3 separate regions of the Mus musculus genome follow, and regions 2 and 3 are each linked to region 1. A link is a contact called in public Hi-C data. All regions are on one chromosome and are shown on one strand. Each heading gives the region's core, a stretch centred on a gene start, on an enhancer-like site or on the middle of the called end of the contact. The rest is flanking DNA. Distances are from core to core; before and after follow the strand shown. Region 1 overlaps Banf2 (BANF family member 2). Region 2 has its middle 13 kb from the start of Gm33648. Region 3 has its middle 23 kb from the start of Gm26165.

Region 1 (5,056 bases), core at 1,522-4,021:
AGCCTTTGTTTTCCATAGTTAAACTATAAGAAAAGTTTTTCTGCCTCAGTAGGAAGACTGGAACTCACAGCTCACAGGAGTCCTGAGCCTCACCCGAGGTGTTTCAGGCAGTCCTTGTTGGTGTCACATGTGTTGGTATGTGCACTACACCATGTGTGCTGTGTATTGTGAGGAACCACGTGATACAGCACAAGTCACACTGGCAGAAACACCTTGGGTTCATTGTGTGTCTGATTTTGGGTCGTTGCCACATTTTTCGTAACCACTACATCAAGTTATGTGATCTCAGTCCAAAGCTGCAGTTCCTGATGCTGGCTGTCAATCACTGTACTGCTGGGCTACAGCCTTCTCTCATCTGCTCTCCACATGACTGTTACTAGATCTGCTCTCAATCTTTTGCATATAATGGGGCCCCAAAGGAAGGGAACGTTTTCAGGAAGGACAGATATGACTCGGGACCAGTCACAGCTAGAGTAAAGGTACCGTAGGCTAGGCAGGACTTTACAGAAGCTGAAAGATTGCAGGCATGGGTCGCTTAAGGCTAGGGATGTGTGCTGAGACACACACTGGGTCCATGGCTGTGTGAACATCAGAGAGCATACTTAGACATGCCTAAAAGGTCTGGGTCAGTCACATGGCATGGCCGCCTGCTGCCATCAAGAGACAAGGTGCTGGGCTATGTAAAGCTGTCAGGTCAGGTGTGAACCTTTGAATTACTGCAACAAAATGTCCCAGGCAACTAAGTCAGTAGAATAAGGGGTTTTAGAAAGCACACAGATTTGGTGACTAAAAGTCCAAAAATCACAGGGCACTCGGTCTGGTGTGATGCCACCGTGCAAGACACATGGTGGCAGGGACAGAGAGGATTGTCACGAGATAATCGGGTCAAGACAGCACTTTTTATAGCAAGACTCCCTGAGAACTACCAAGGAGTCTTGTGAGAACTAGTGACCCACTAGACCACATCCTGAGAAGGGAGCTGTCAATCACTTACGGTCCCTGGGGGACATTCAAAACGCACCCAAGCTTTAGTCTGTGGCACACTTTTTCACACTAAACTTTTGTAAGCAAAAATAATGATAAAAGTACAATATCATAAATATATAGGCTAGTAACATAAGATTGATTATCATTATCAAGTCCTATACATAATTGATAATTGTACATATTGAACTTTGGAGGCAGGGGTGTATGTTTGTATGTGTGGATCTGTGCATATGTGTGTACTTCTGCATGAGCGTGGAGGTCAGAGGTTGATGTCAAGAGTCTTGATTGCTCTTTATCTGTTTAAAAATGTTCGTGTGTGTGTGTGTGTGTGTGTGTGTGTGTGTACGTGAGGCGGTATGCATGCAGAGGTCAGAGGACAGCTCTTGGGGTTGGTTCTCTCATTCTGTCTTTATGTGGGTTCTTCTGGGACTCAAATCCAGGTCACCAAGCTTGTTCGGGAAGGACCTTTCCCCGCCGAGCCATCTTTCTGGCTCTCCACTTTAATTTTTCAGCAGAAGATGATTAATCCTCACTGTCAACTTGATGAGATTTATAATCACCAGGGAAACAAACCTCTGGGTGTTTCTGCGATTAGGTTATCTGAGCTAGGAAGACCCATCCTAAACGTTGGTAATGGGCCTCCCATGCGCTGGTGTCTTAGACCAAGTAAAGTGCACTAAGCAGGGGTATCCACCCTCTCTGTTTCCTGACTGCTGATACGATGCGACAGCTGTCTCAAGCTCCTGTCACCATGAAAAACTTCACTCTTGAACCGTGAGCCCAAAACTAGCCCCTCTTTTCTGAGTTGTTTCTTTTCAAATATTTTTATCACATCAACAAGGCATCTAATACACAGGGTCTCTCATTGAACCTGAAGCTCTCTCCTTGGCTGTAATGAGTGGCTAGTGAGTCCCAGCGAACCTCTTGTGATAGCCTTCCCAGGGCAGGCATCATAGGTATGTGTCACCACCCTGACCTTTTTACGTGGTTACTGGGGACGCAGACCCATGGGGACATGGCATGCACTTTAGCAACTGAGCTGTCTCCCTGCTCCAATGCTAAACAGTCATCAATATGCTGGTCTATGCTGCAAACATTGCACCGAGTTATGGGATGACTCTAGGTCATAGGGAGTGTCAACTCCATTGTAATCCCAGGCCCTTGTCATCCATAATGTCCACTGATGACTAAAATGACCTAGTACATAATTGTACAATCTGATTCTGAATGTGTGGAGGGAGATTTATGGCCATGGATGAGACTGGGCATAGGCAGGCTTTGAGAGCCATTAATTATTCCTGGGAACTTTTGCAGGTGCCTTGGCTACACACTACCTTGGTGTAGATCTGTAGGACTTATTCACCATTGGAGAAGTGGGTAGAAGTTTTGAGGCATTCCGACATTTTTAATATTAGGAAGGCAATATAATCTGGTGCCTGTTCTGTGTCTCCCAGACATTCCCAGTGGCGTCTGGCCCAGCACCCTGTAAACAAACCCATTAATATTCTCTTGATGAAATGTATAAATACTCACACCAAATGGGATAATAGGAACTATAAATAGCCTCATGTCCATTCAGGCCAGGGTTGGCTCCTAAGCAGGTGCTCCTTGCCAAAAAAATAAAATAAAATAAAAAGAAGAAAATAGATCACTCTGGTTTTTAGAGCAGTTTGGATTGGAAACTGGTAGAACAGAGCCTGTTTGAGCTTCGTGCCATCTGAAGACTGTAAATGAACAGAGGCCCAGCGTGGCAAGGATCCAGCAAGCAGAGCTCCAATACGCCTAGCATTCTGGTTTGATGAAGCACAGATGATTGGCTCATGCTTAGTGAACTGGCTATGGGCAGAGCTTGGGCCAAACTCAGGGCTCCTCCCTCCAGCCCAGCCACTCCAGCGGGACTTAGCGGTCATCTTCAGAAACAAAGTCTGAAGTTTCCGGCCTTTACTTGTATCCACTTTTCAGAGCCTCAAGGTTGGGAGCCCTTCCTTACCCTTGGTGATGTTAGTTTCACTGGGTCCTACGATGGGCCTGTGGAGAAGCCTTAGCTGGAGGCCCTGTCCAACAAGTTCATCGATTACGTTGTTAAGTGTGGATGATGCTCACTGAACCCCTGGGGCTGGTTGAATTTACTTGGTCATCGCTGGCAGACCCAGCGTCAAGACAAAGATCTACTGTAGAAGGAATATTTGGAAGCCATCAGAGGACTAGCAGAGGAATAAGAGATCTCGCTTTCCACTGTGGAAAGAAAACTTAGGGTAAGGACAGCAAATGCCACCTCGGTATTTGAAAGGTGAACATCACAGGTCATAGATAGTGACTTTCTCTGTTTCCAAGGTCTAGGCCATGGAACCAATGCCCCACCCCAGGTCTCTGTTGAATGAATTGAGTGAGCTAGTAAGTGAACTTTGGAGGTCTATTATGTAGAGTCCTTTGCTGAATAACTAATGTCATCCCCAAAAGTGGGCAATACTTTGATTTTTTTTTCCCTAAGATAATTGAGAATTCCAAGGGTGGATGCCTTCAGGCATGGCTGAAACCAGCATGCCAGTGAGCACTTGGGAATCTGTCCCTTCTTCCTCCCAAGACTGCTGTCCTTGTCACGTGGGGTCTTTACTGCTGGCTTCACGATACTGCAGTGAGAAGTGTGTGCCTTGGACATAGTCCTTGAGCTGACTATACAAAATGCAGTCATCTGGGAGCTCTGGGAAGCCACGAGGATGGTGCTTCCTTCTGTTGTGTGAAGGCAGCCTTGCCATGCCTCCCGAGACTCTGAGCACCTCATATTCAGACCCCAGCATCCAGAAAATAGTGTATAGCCTGTCCTCATTAGCCTCGACTGCCAACATGACACAGCCTAGGATCAACTGAAAGGAGTTGAGTAAGTGGCTTTATTTGGTTGGTCTGAGGACAGTGTCTGTAATGGAATAGTCTGGCTTTACTAAAAGGTTCCCACCCACTGTGGGAGGAGCAGTTTTCCTAGGAAGGGTGTGGTCTTGGGCTGCCTAAGAAAGCTAGCCAGAAACAAGCAGAAAGCAGCATCCTTTATCCTGTCCAGACCTCTTTCAAGGATGTCCTGGAACCCGGAGCTGGCAACCAAAGGAACACTTTCCTCCCCAAGTGACTCTAAGTCGGAGTGATTTCTCTCAGCAATAAAATGAAGTGAAAACATCACCCCTCCTTTCATCCTTTCTCCATGAGAGCCTGACTATGGGAAGGAAGAAGCCATAGCTTGAAGAGTGGAGATAAGGGTCTAGAGCCCCAGGAAGCAGTGACTGGCTGCCAGCTTTCCCTCAGACTCCAGTGGAGGGGGCGCGGGAGAGCCCCCAAGCTCCAGGTCAACTGCATCAGGGGTCACTCCTGCGGCTCCCATTCCCACATTTCCTTCTTGAAGGCTATAGGCCCTGCACTGTTCTGTGGTAGAGACTGGATATAATGTCTCTAATGTGCTTGCCTTAGGAGAGTTCACATTCTTCACAACTTCGAGCTCTCTCTCTCTCTCTCTCTCTCTCTCTCTCTCTCTCTCTCTGTGTGTGTGTGTGTGTGTGTGTGTGTGTGTGTGTGTGTCCGTCCCTCCCTCCTCTTTTTTCTGGACAGTAAACTTAGGGCCTCCCATATGCTCGTTCAGCAAGGATTCTATCACTTAGCTAGGTTCTCAGTCCTACTTTGCTTGTTATTTCACGACAATAGCCTTATTGAGTTATTCAGTGGGCCTTGAGTTTGTGATCCTCCTACCTCAGCCTTCAGAGTAGCTGAGATGGACAGCCCTGAGCTATCAGGCCCTGAATCTTTGAGACCTTATTATATACTAACACTGCATTCAATAAAGAGTAGAGCTGGTCATGATGAAGCATGCTTGTGGCCCCAGCACTCAGAGACTAAGGTAGGAGGATGGAGAGTTTGATGACAGCCCAAGGTGGGTTACTTAGCTACCTAGCAAGGTGGGTCCTGTCTCAAGAAAAAGAAGAGGGCAGGGGTTCGGGGAGGGGGGGGAAGAAGGAACAAGAAAGGGGGGGGGGGAAAGGAGGAAGGAAGGAGGGAGGGAGGGAGGGAAGGAAGGAATGGTGAACGT
Region 2 (4,367 bases), core at 894-3,393, 180 kb before region 1:
ATACCATAGGAACTGACAAAGCCTGCAGTGAGGGTGTTTACACCATAGGAACTGATAAAGCCTGCAGTGAGGGTGTTTACACCATAGGCACTGATAAAGCCTGCAGTGAGGCTGTTTACACCATAGGAACTGATAAAGCCTGCAGTGAGGGTGTTTACACCATAGGAACTGACAAAGGCTAGCCTGCAGTGAGGGTGTTTACACCATAGGAACTGACAAAGCATGCAGTGAGGCTGTTTGCACCATAGGAACTGAGAAAGCCTAGCCTGCAGTGAGGGTGTTTACACCATAGGAACTGACAAAGCATGCAGTGAGGCTGTTTGCACCATAGGGACTGATAAAGCCTGCAGTGAGGGTGTTTACACCATAGGCACTGATAAAGCCTGCAGTGAGGCTGTTTACACCATAGGAACTGACAAAGCATGCAGTGAGGCTGTGCACCATAGGAACTGACAAAGCCTGCAGTGAGGGTGTTTACACCATAGGGACTGACAAAGCCTAGCCTGCAGTGAGGGTGTTTACACCATAGGGACTGACAAAGCCTAGCCTGTAGTGAGGGTGTTTACACCATAGGAACTGACAAAGCCTGCAGTGAGGGTGTTTACACCATAGGGACTGACAAAGCCTGGCCTGCAGTGAGGGTGTTTACACCATAGGAACTGACAAAGCCTGCAGTGAGGGTGTTTACACCATAGGAACTGATAAAGCCTGCAAGTAAAGATGTCTTCTTATTGGCAAGTGAACTGTTAAAATTATAATTATTTACTGTTTTCACAAAAATTATAACTATTTACTGTTTTTATATTACTTAAATAATGTTAATTCCTGATGACTGAAACTTCTAGGAAAAAGAAAAAGAAGAAAACCTGCTGGCACACTTTGCCCAGCCTCTGTGAGCACAAAGAAAGAAGTTGGACTTCCTGAGCATATTAATTTAACTGATGCTGAAATTTTAAAATCCTAATTTTAAAACTTAGATGAAGAAATCCTGAGATGGTTTAGTGGGTAAGGGCCCTTGCCATGAAAACCTTACTGCCTGAGTCAGGGCACCAGAGTCCATGCTAGAGAAAGAGAGAGGGAGGGAGGAGGGAGGGTGAGGAGGAGGAAAGAAGAAGAGAGGGGGAGAGGGAAGGGGAAGGAGAGGGAGAGGGGAAGGGGAGGGAGAGGGGAAGGAAGGAAGAAGAGAGGGGGAGAGGGAGGGAGATAAGGAAAGAAGGAAGGAAAGAAGGAAGGAAGAAAGAAAAGAAAGAGAAAGAAAGAAAAAGAAAGAAAGAGAGGGGGGAGGGAGGGAGGGAGGGAGGAAGGGAGGGAGGGAGGGAGGGAGGGAGTGAGGGAGGGAGGGAGGGAGGGAGGGAGGGAGGGAGGAAGGGAGGGAGGGAGGGAGAGCAGAGAATCTTCTATAAGCTAACTAGCTAGTCACTTTGAGTACACAGAGCAGCAGAAACAACGAAAAGGCCCTGCCTCAGAGGGTGGGTGAGAACCAAAACCCAAATGCTGTCCTCTGACGTCCACATGTCCACCATGGTACTTCTACACCTCAGATTCACATACATTCACACACGCGCACACACACCAGTAATCAGCGAAATTCACACACACACATCAATAATCAGAGAAAAAAAAACTTTAAAATCTCAAACTAAAATTAGAGCCTGTGACTCAGGAGTTTGGTTCTTGTTTTACATTGGCTCAAAAGTTCCTGAAAATTAATTTATGATAAATTGCCTTATAAAGTTAAAATGCCTTTCAATATTTTATAGGGCATTTTCAAAACCTGGTGAAGTCAGCCAGTAAACTAAGTCTGACTCTACAGAGAGAGAGAAAGAGATGATCTCAAAATAGTCTAAGCCCAGCTGGAAAAATTCTGTCTGTATTTTTTGTGCAAAGGGAGACACAACTCCTGGCTAGTCTCAAGATCTTTTTCCCCTGAAATAATAACTGACCCTCGGTTCTGTTGGTTTTGGCCACATCTTCTTTCAAAACAGAAATTTTGTAACTGCAATGACCTAACTTGGGAAACAACTTTATAACATTTTCTAGGAACCACAAAACATTTGTTTTCCTGTTTTTGGAACAACAGGGGAGGTAAGAGCAGAGGATAATATTTTACATTGTAACAAAAGAAGAAAAAAAAAAGCCTGACAAGGTCAGCTGCTAGAAGAACATTCCAGTTCAAATAAGGGTCACCCAGGGTCCATGAAATGTTGTCTTTCAAACTAGAAATGAACACGCCACACCCAGTGTCTGGTCAGCTAGAAGCCTATATCGGTTCAACTAGTTACTGCAACCGAAACGGTGCCGTTTACTTACCATATAATAAATTTTAAACTGGGCAACTAGCTTTGACAAAGTCAGCAAGAACATACATCTGCAAAAATATCACCAGATACTCTAAACAACGAGGCTAAGCGGCCTCCCTGGCCTGCAAAGCTAGACTTGTACTGAAGAACAGCTCAGACAGGAAAAGCGAACACCACTGAACAGTCAGAAACAACAGTCAGAAACAGTCAGAAACAGTCAGTCAGAAACAGAAAAAGGAAAGCCTCTTGCATGTGACTCTGATTTCAGCTGGATGAGAGCAGGCCATGGCATTCACATCACATTATGCAATATTATTGCTGGGAGATCACAAAGAAAAATCTATAAACTCATCTATCAGCAAACCCCGATAGGCAAAATGTTCTCCAAAGCCTATAAAAAAATGAACCAGGGAAGATATTTGAAGTAATTCGATGTGCTGTAGCAAAGGGCATATGTAATTAAAGCCACGAGCACTTGAGTTAGCTCATTGAGGTTTAAAGCCTTCATGATTTGTTACTAACGCTTAAGATCTCTGAGCTTTATGGACCTTGGCTGAAAATTGAGAATAACACTAGTGTCCAAAGAGTTACTGTGAGGGCTAAATGATGTACTTAGGACAGTGTCTGGCACATGATGAGTCCTTAATAGACATCAGACATTATTTTTACAAGTAGCCTGATTTATTTTAACATTGGTCTTAGTTTGGAGTTCCTCAGAAGCTGACCTTGAAGCAAGAATTCAAATACAGGTCATGTATCTGGGACAAGAGCCAGGAAAGAAAGGGGAAATGAGGCCTGAAAGAGAAGATGGGCCCTGATGGGACTGTGGCCATAGTGCCACTGTGGGCAACCCTTGCCCCACTGAGCTCTAGGGGACAGACAAAAGACATAGAGCAGAGCCAGCCCAGGAAAAGACTTTGGATGCTGACAGTAGACAACTCTGCCACCTGTCAGGATAGAAATGCTCTGCTGGTGAAGGCAGAATACTCAAAGCACAGGAAACAGCAGGTGGTGCTGAGGAGGCAGCCTTCAGTGTGGAGAGGTAACTACCAAAGGCATGCAGGAGCCCCGCTGAAGTTCCTGCATAAAGTGATGTGGAGAGATTAAAATGGAGAAAGAAAAGTCCCACTGCCCAGTGATATCACAGCTGTCACAGTAATGCGTTCCTTATGTTTCTGTGCAACACAGGTGTGAGCATGCCTCCAGCTTTGCCAGGTATGGTAAAAAGTATGGTATCATAATTGCAGAGTCTACAATACTCGTTAACAATAATAAGTGACTGAAAAGAGAAATGAAAGAAAGAAAGAAAGAAAGAAAGAGAGAGAGAGAGAGAGAGAGAGAGAGAGAGAGAGAGAGAGAAAGAAAGAAAGAAAGAAAGAAAGAAAGAAAGAAAGAAAGAAAGAAAGAAAGAAAGAAAGATCTACATGTCACCCACCTTCTGGCAACCCAAGACCTTGCAGCTCCAGGGGCAGCACAAACCCCCTCCAAAGAGCGTGCCCAGAAGGAACACACTTGAGCACTAGGCTGTCATCAAATCCCCTTGACCACGGAGTCGGCTGGGAGGAAGACAAGACAGCAGTACGCTGGTGTTTACTGTGGGTGTCCAGTCCAGCAAGCACCAGATCAAACAGGCTGTGAAGCCTCTATGACACTGATGTAGTCAAAGTCAATACCCTGCTAAGACCCGATGGAGAGAAGAAGGCCTGGCTGGATGTTGACAACAAAACTGGGATTGTCCTAAACTGACCCCAGCTGGCTACTTTTAAACAGACACTTTTTCGCCATTAAAAAAAAAGAAAGAAAAGAAAATGCATCATAAAGGTGTATGAAATTTTCAAGGGACAAATAAAAACACTTTTTAGAAATATTCAGAAAGCAGACTGGAGCTATGGCTCAGTGGTTAAGAGCGCTGTCTGTTCATCCAAAGGTCCTGAGTTCAAATCCCAGCAACCACATGGTAGCTCACAACCATCTGTAATGAGATCTGGCACCCTCTTCTGGTGTGTCTGAAGACAGCGACAGTGCACTCATATACATAAAAGATATAAATCTTTAAAAAATATATTC
Region 3 (4,343 bases), core at 631-3,130, 190 kb after region 1:
GAGGCTCCCAGGGGTTGGGTCTAGGGAGAGATGAACAAGAAAACAAATGACAACATCACACCTTAACCCACAGAATAAAACACATAGGCATGAGTTCATCCTGAGGACCATTAATATTTGGCTAGATAAATTGCTAGAGAAGTGACAGCTCTTCTTTGGGATGGAAATTCAATCAGCCAATGCGGGAGGAGGGTGGAGGGGAGGGAAAATTGACATTAGGCAAATCACAGTGGCTGGAGGCAGGAAGAAAAGCGATTTGCAAAGCCCCAGGTTATCTCTCCTGAGTGACTGCTGGCAGCAGTGGCCAGGGCAGAGGGCAGGTAGAAACCCGACACAGAAGCAGCCTCGAGGAGAGCACCTGACCAGGAAACAAGCCTATCAACACAGAAGTGCCACACCAATGCCTGCCTTGTGGTGCACTGCACATCCATAATGCATGACCAGGATGCAGGTACCCGATGAAGGAGATCGGAGCAGAGGATGTGCGGAAATCAATCTCTTCTGTCTGGAGGCATCTGGATCCTAAAGGTACCAAAATGACAAAGGCATGGCTGCAAGTGACAGGAGACCAGAGACAAAAATAACTACATTGCAAAGGTAGACTCTGACATGGACTCAGGTGAAAGAAAAGGATGGTAAGTGAGAAAAATGGTCCAAGGTTTGACTAAGGACATCACACCAAGGATCCTTTCCTGGATCTCAACATATTCCTGTCATTTTGTGTGGCTAGGAGGCTAACGGAGGGGTGTGGTAAATGTTACACTGTTCTTCCTGCTGCTGCTTCTTTTTCTTCTTCTCTCCACTTCCTCCTCCTCTTCCTCCTCCTCGACTTCTTCTTCCTCTTCTTCCTCTTTTCTTTTTGTTTTTGTTTTTTTTTTTTTTTTGGTTTTTTTGTTTTTGTTTTGTTTTTTTGAGACAGGGTTTCTCTGTATAGCCCTGGCTGTCCTGGAACTCACTTTGTAGACCAGGCTGGCCTCGAACTCAGAAATCCACCTGCCTCTGCCTCCCGAATGCTGGGATTAACGGTGTGCGCCACCACGCCTGGCTTCCTCTTTTTTTTTTTTTTTTTTTAATGTATGTTTATTTTTAGTTTTTCAAGACACAATTTCTCTGTATAGCTCTGACTGGCTATCCTGAAACTCACTCTGTAGAGCAGGCTGGCCTCAAACTCAGAGATCTACTTGCCTCTGCCCCCCAGCAATGGGATTAAAGATGTGCACCACTGCCCAGCTATCTTTCTTTAAAAGATTTATTTATTTATGCGTATGTATATAATCTGTGTTCAAGTGTCTGTGGAGGCCAAAAGAGGACACCTGATCCCCTGGAGCTAAAGTTACAGGCCTTCATGAACCACCACATGGATGCTGGGAATAGACCCTGGTTCCTGTAAAACCGCAAGCACTCAGCCTCGGAGCCATCTCTCCAGGCCCAGGGATAGAATCCAGGGTCTTGCCCATGTTAGGCAAAGGTTCTACAACTGAGCTACATCTCCAACCTTCTTCTGACTTCTTTTACTACTATTTTTTTCCAGAGTACAAATTTAATAGAAATGAAAAGAGGGAGAAGAGCCAACAGCCATGTCCCAGTTTTCCAGCAGTGTCTCACTGTTTGTGTTGAACGGTGCTTGACACCAGGGCAACAGAGCTCAAAATATTTTGAATGTGGGAGAGAAGAGGTCAGAACTGAAGCGTTTTCTCTTTCAGATCTCTCCCTGAGCTTTGGAAGAGGAAAACTCATAAAATCCCAGCTGAATAGATGGAGCAGCAAACATGCTGAGGACTGGCCTGGGGCCTGTCATTCACTTAATCAACAGCAAGGGTGACTCCACTGTCCTGGGTCAGGCTGCATCACGGCATCAGCCAGCATCCCAGAGTCAAACAACAGCAGGCTCTGGTTCACAGGCGGTGATACGCGCATCTGTTGGAACTGCACATCCACACCACAGCCTCTCTGCAGCTTGTTCAGATTTGGATCCAGAGCCTGTCCTGCAGCCAGCAGTGTCCCTGGGGCTGTTAGGCATATTCTGAGAACCTCTATTCTAGGCCACATGGCCGGAGTTGGGCGACTCAGGCTTTTTCCACTCACAATTCCTTTAGCTTTGGGGGAAAAAAAAAACCCAGAAGTCAAGGGTTGGGTATTGGGGTGTGGAGCTGGATAGCTGGATCAACAGTTAAGATGCTTTTCATGACCTCCAGAACTCCTGCATGCACATAATATAGACTGTATGCACATATATTACACTCAGGCACACACATAAAATAAAATTAATATTCTTAAAATTATTTAAAAAACAATCCAAGTCAGGCATGGAGGCACTCAACTTTAATCCCAATACTCGGGAAGCAGAGGCAGGTAGATATGAGTTTGAGTCTAGCCTGAGTCCAGCCAAGGCTACACAGTAAGACCCTACATCAAGATAGATAGATAGATAGATAGATAGATAGATAGATAGATAGATAGATAGATAGATAGATACATACATACATACATACATACATACATACAAGATAGGTAGATAGATAGATAGATAGATAGATAGATAGATAGATAGATAGATAGATAGATAGATAGATAGAAGATAGATAGACAGACAGACAGACAGTCTGGAAAGACAGGCCTGCTTTGAAGTCCCCCTGCAGAGTGCAGATAACTCCCCAAATACCCATCAGGAAACAGTTCCAAGACAAGAAGGGCAACCATGTTTGCCCCTGCCCTTTACACAGTCATCAAGCTGTTTGAGGCCAGAAGAGAAATAAATATTAACAAAAGGAGAAATAGCCTACTGGAAAGGACTGAATCCTTTTAAAGGGTGTCTAAAGGGTGTCCCAGGAGAACCCAGAAGAAACTTGACGTCTGAGTAGCACCCCAGGGACCTCTCTCTTTCTGACACCTGCAGTGCCTTTGGATGCCACTTTAGTCCCCTGAGGATTTAGAGTCAGGCCTCTAGATACTGAGCTGCTACTGCCAGGCAAAGGTACCCAGAATCTCTAGGGATTGCTGTGGTGAGAAGTCCCCGGGATAAACCTGTTCTGCTACAGCAGTGTGTCCCTCCACCCACAGACCCTGCCTCAGTCAGGAGGCCTCAGGGTTCTCATCAGAAGCCCCAGGCTGCTGAGTCAGAAGATATATTCCTGAGTGTCCCTACCCGACTCAACGTGCTTCAGATGCACCCCAGAAGAAGCAGTTTCCCAAATGCCTTCTTGATTAGGAGGTTTCTAGGCCCATTAACAGTGGGGTTAGGAAAGGGGGCCAGGGTATAGAGAAAGAGGGGGCCAGAATATTCTGTAGTTCCCCAAGCTGTGAGGGGCAGTGGGCTGGCTCAGGGCTAGTGTCCCAGCTGCTCTGTGGCCTCACACACCCAGGACAAAGGGAAACAGAACTGCTTCTATCTTGGGGTGCAAGCCCTCTCTGCTTGGGTGCCCCATTCACTTCTGCAAAGTCTCTTTCCAGAACTGGGAATGGGGTCTGCTCACCTAAGTGTTACTATACACCGAGTCTGTCCCAGCCCAGCCCAGCCCAGCCCAGTGGCCAGCACACAGTGGTCACCAGAGGACACAGAAGACTGAGGAAGGTCCCCAAGAATCTCTTCAGGATGTCAGCCCTGCCCTTCGCCACTCTGGCCTCTGCAGCATCTCATCAACCCACCCCTCTCTGCAACTGTGACACAGCAGAAGCACATCCTGTGTCCACAGGCCCAGCACAGGCAGCCTCTTGAGGGCCTGATGGGTGACACATCTTTCTAGGGAAGAATGCTTTGGGCCAGGCTAAATGCTCTGACCTCACCTGTGTGCAGTGGGTGACATGGGTACCACCAGAAGGGCAGGAACTGGGAATAAAGGAGAGGGTACCCTGTGGGGGAATCAGTGGGTTGTCCCCTCAAGCAGGACAACAGCTGAGTCAGCTATTCCAGCCTTGGCCCACTTCAGGCCTCACACCTCCGCCCACAATATAAGTTGGCCACTCTCATAACCAGAAAGCTCTCTGGAACCCAGTCAATGCTCCCCCCTCTATCCTATTTACCACACTGTAACTCTGCCTCATGGTTCTCAGATAGCTCTGAGGGTCTGCTGGCTGCTCTCATGACTCCCACAGCTAAGTCAAACCCTAACCACTTCCAGCTGTGCACAACTGGTCCTGAACTCTCATTTCTTCATATATGCTATATTTATATTATGGATTCCACAGAAACTCATCCCCCATGCCAGCTGCCTGACAACTGCCCTTCCCTGCATACTGAACAACCTCTACTCAATCCCTGAAATACATTCCCATTATCCCACTCTGTAAAACAGCAGGGTGGGCAAAAAATGGTTTTTTTTTTTTTCAGCTCGCAAGTTGGGCTG

What was found. A called contact is a pair of places that touch in the nucleus more often than the background predicts.
Region 2: a contact with region 1 is called in a Hi-C map of uterus, with 2.7 times the contacts expected there. The contact joins two enhancer-like sites. A contact is called at or near these places in 2 of 39 promoter capture datasets (hippocampal neurons and liver), 1 of 484 Hi-C or Micro-C datasets (uterus) and 2 of 9 other capture datasets (adipose tissue and liver).
Region 3: a Hi-C map of uterus shows a contact between it and region 1, with 6 times the contacts expected there. The contact joins two enhancer-like sites. A contact is called at or near these places in 2 of 39 promoter capture datasets (cranial neural crest and liver), 2 of 484 Hi-C or Micro-C datasets (both in uterus), 2 of 115 datasets of contacts at active chromatin or transcription factors (bone marrow-derived macrophages and embryonic stem cells) and 1 of 9 other capture datasets (embryonic stem cells).

Annotation. Positions count from the first base shown.
Region 1 is chr2:144,050,075-144,055,130 of GRCm38.p6, forward strand. All of the region lies in intron 1 of Banf2 (BANF family member 2), which reads left to right. Among named protein-coding and RNA genes, the nearest start is that of Banf2, 20 kb to the left of the region's middle. Within about 2 kb of position 2,772, at least 47 of the 459 cell types and tissues checked have an H3K27ac peak or open chromatin away from gene starts, as enhancers often do. A contact at or near this core is called in uterus, where this site is marked.
Region 2 is chr2:143,874,243-143,878,609 of GRCm38.p6, forward strand. It overlaps a transcript of Bfsp1 not described here. Among named protein-coding and RNA genes, the nearest start is that of Gm33648, 13 kb to the left of the region's middle. Within about 2 kb of position 2,144, at least 20 of the 459 cell types and tissues checked have an H3K27ac peak or open chromatin away from gene starts, as enhancers often do. A contact at or near this core is called in uterus, where this site is marked.
Region 3 is chr2:144,236,636-144,240,978 of GRCm38.p6, forward strand. No RefSeq gene overlaps it. Among named protein-coding and RNA genes, the nearest start is that of Gm26165, 23 kb to the right of the region's middle. Within about 2 kb of position 1,881, at least 65 of the 459 cell types and tissues checked have an H3K27ac peak or open chromatin away from gene starts, as enhancers often do. A contact at or near this core is called in uterus, where this site is marked.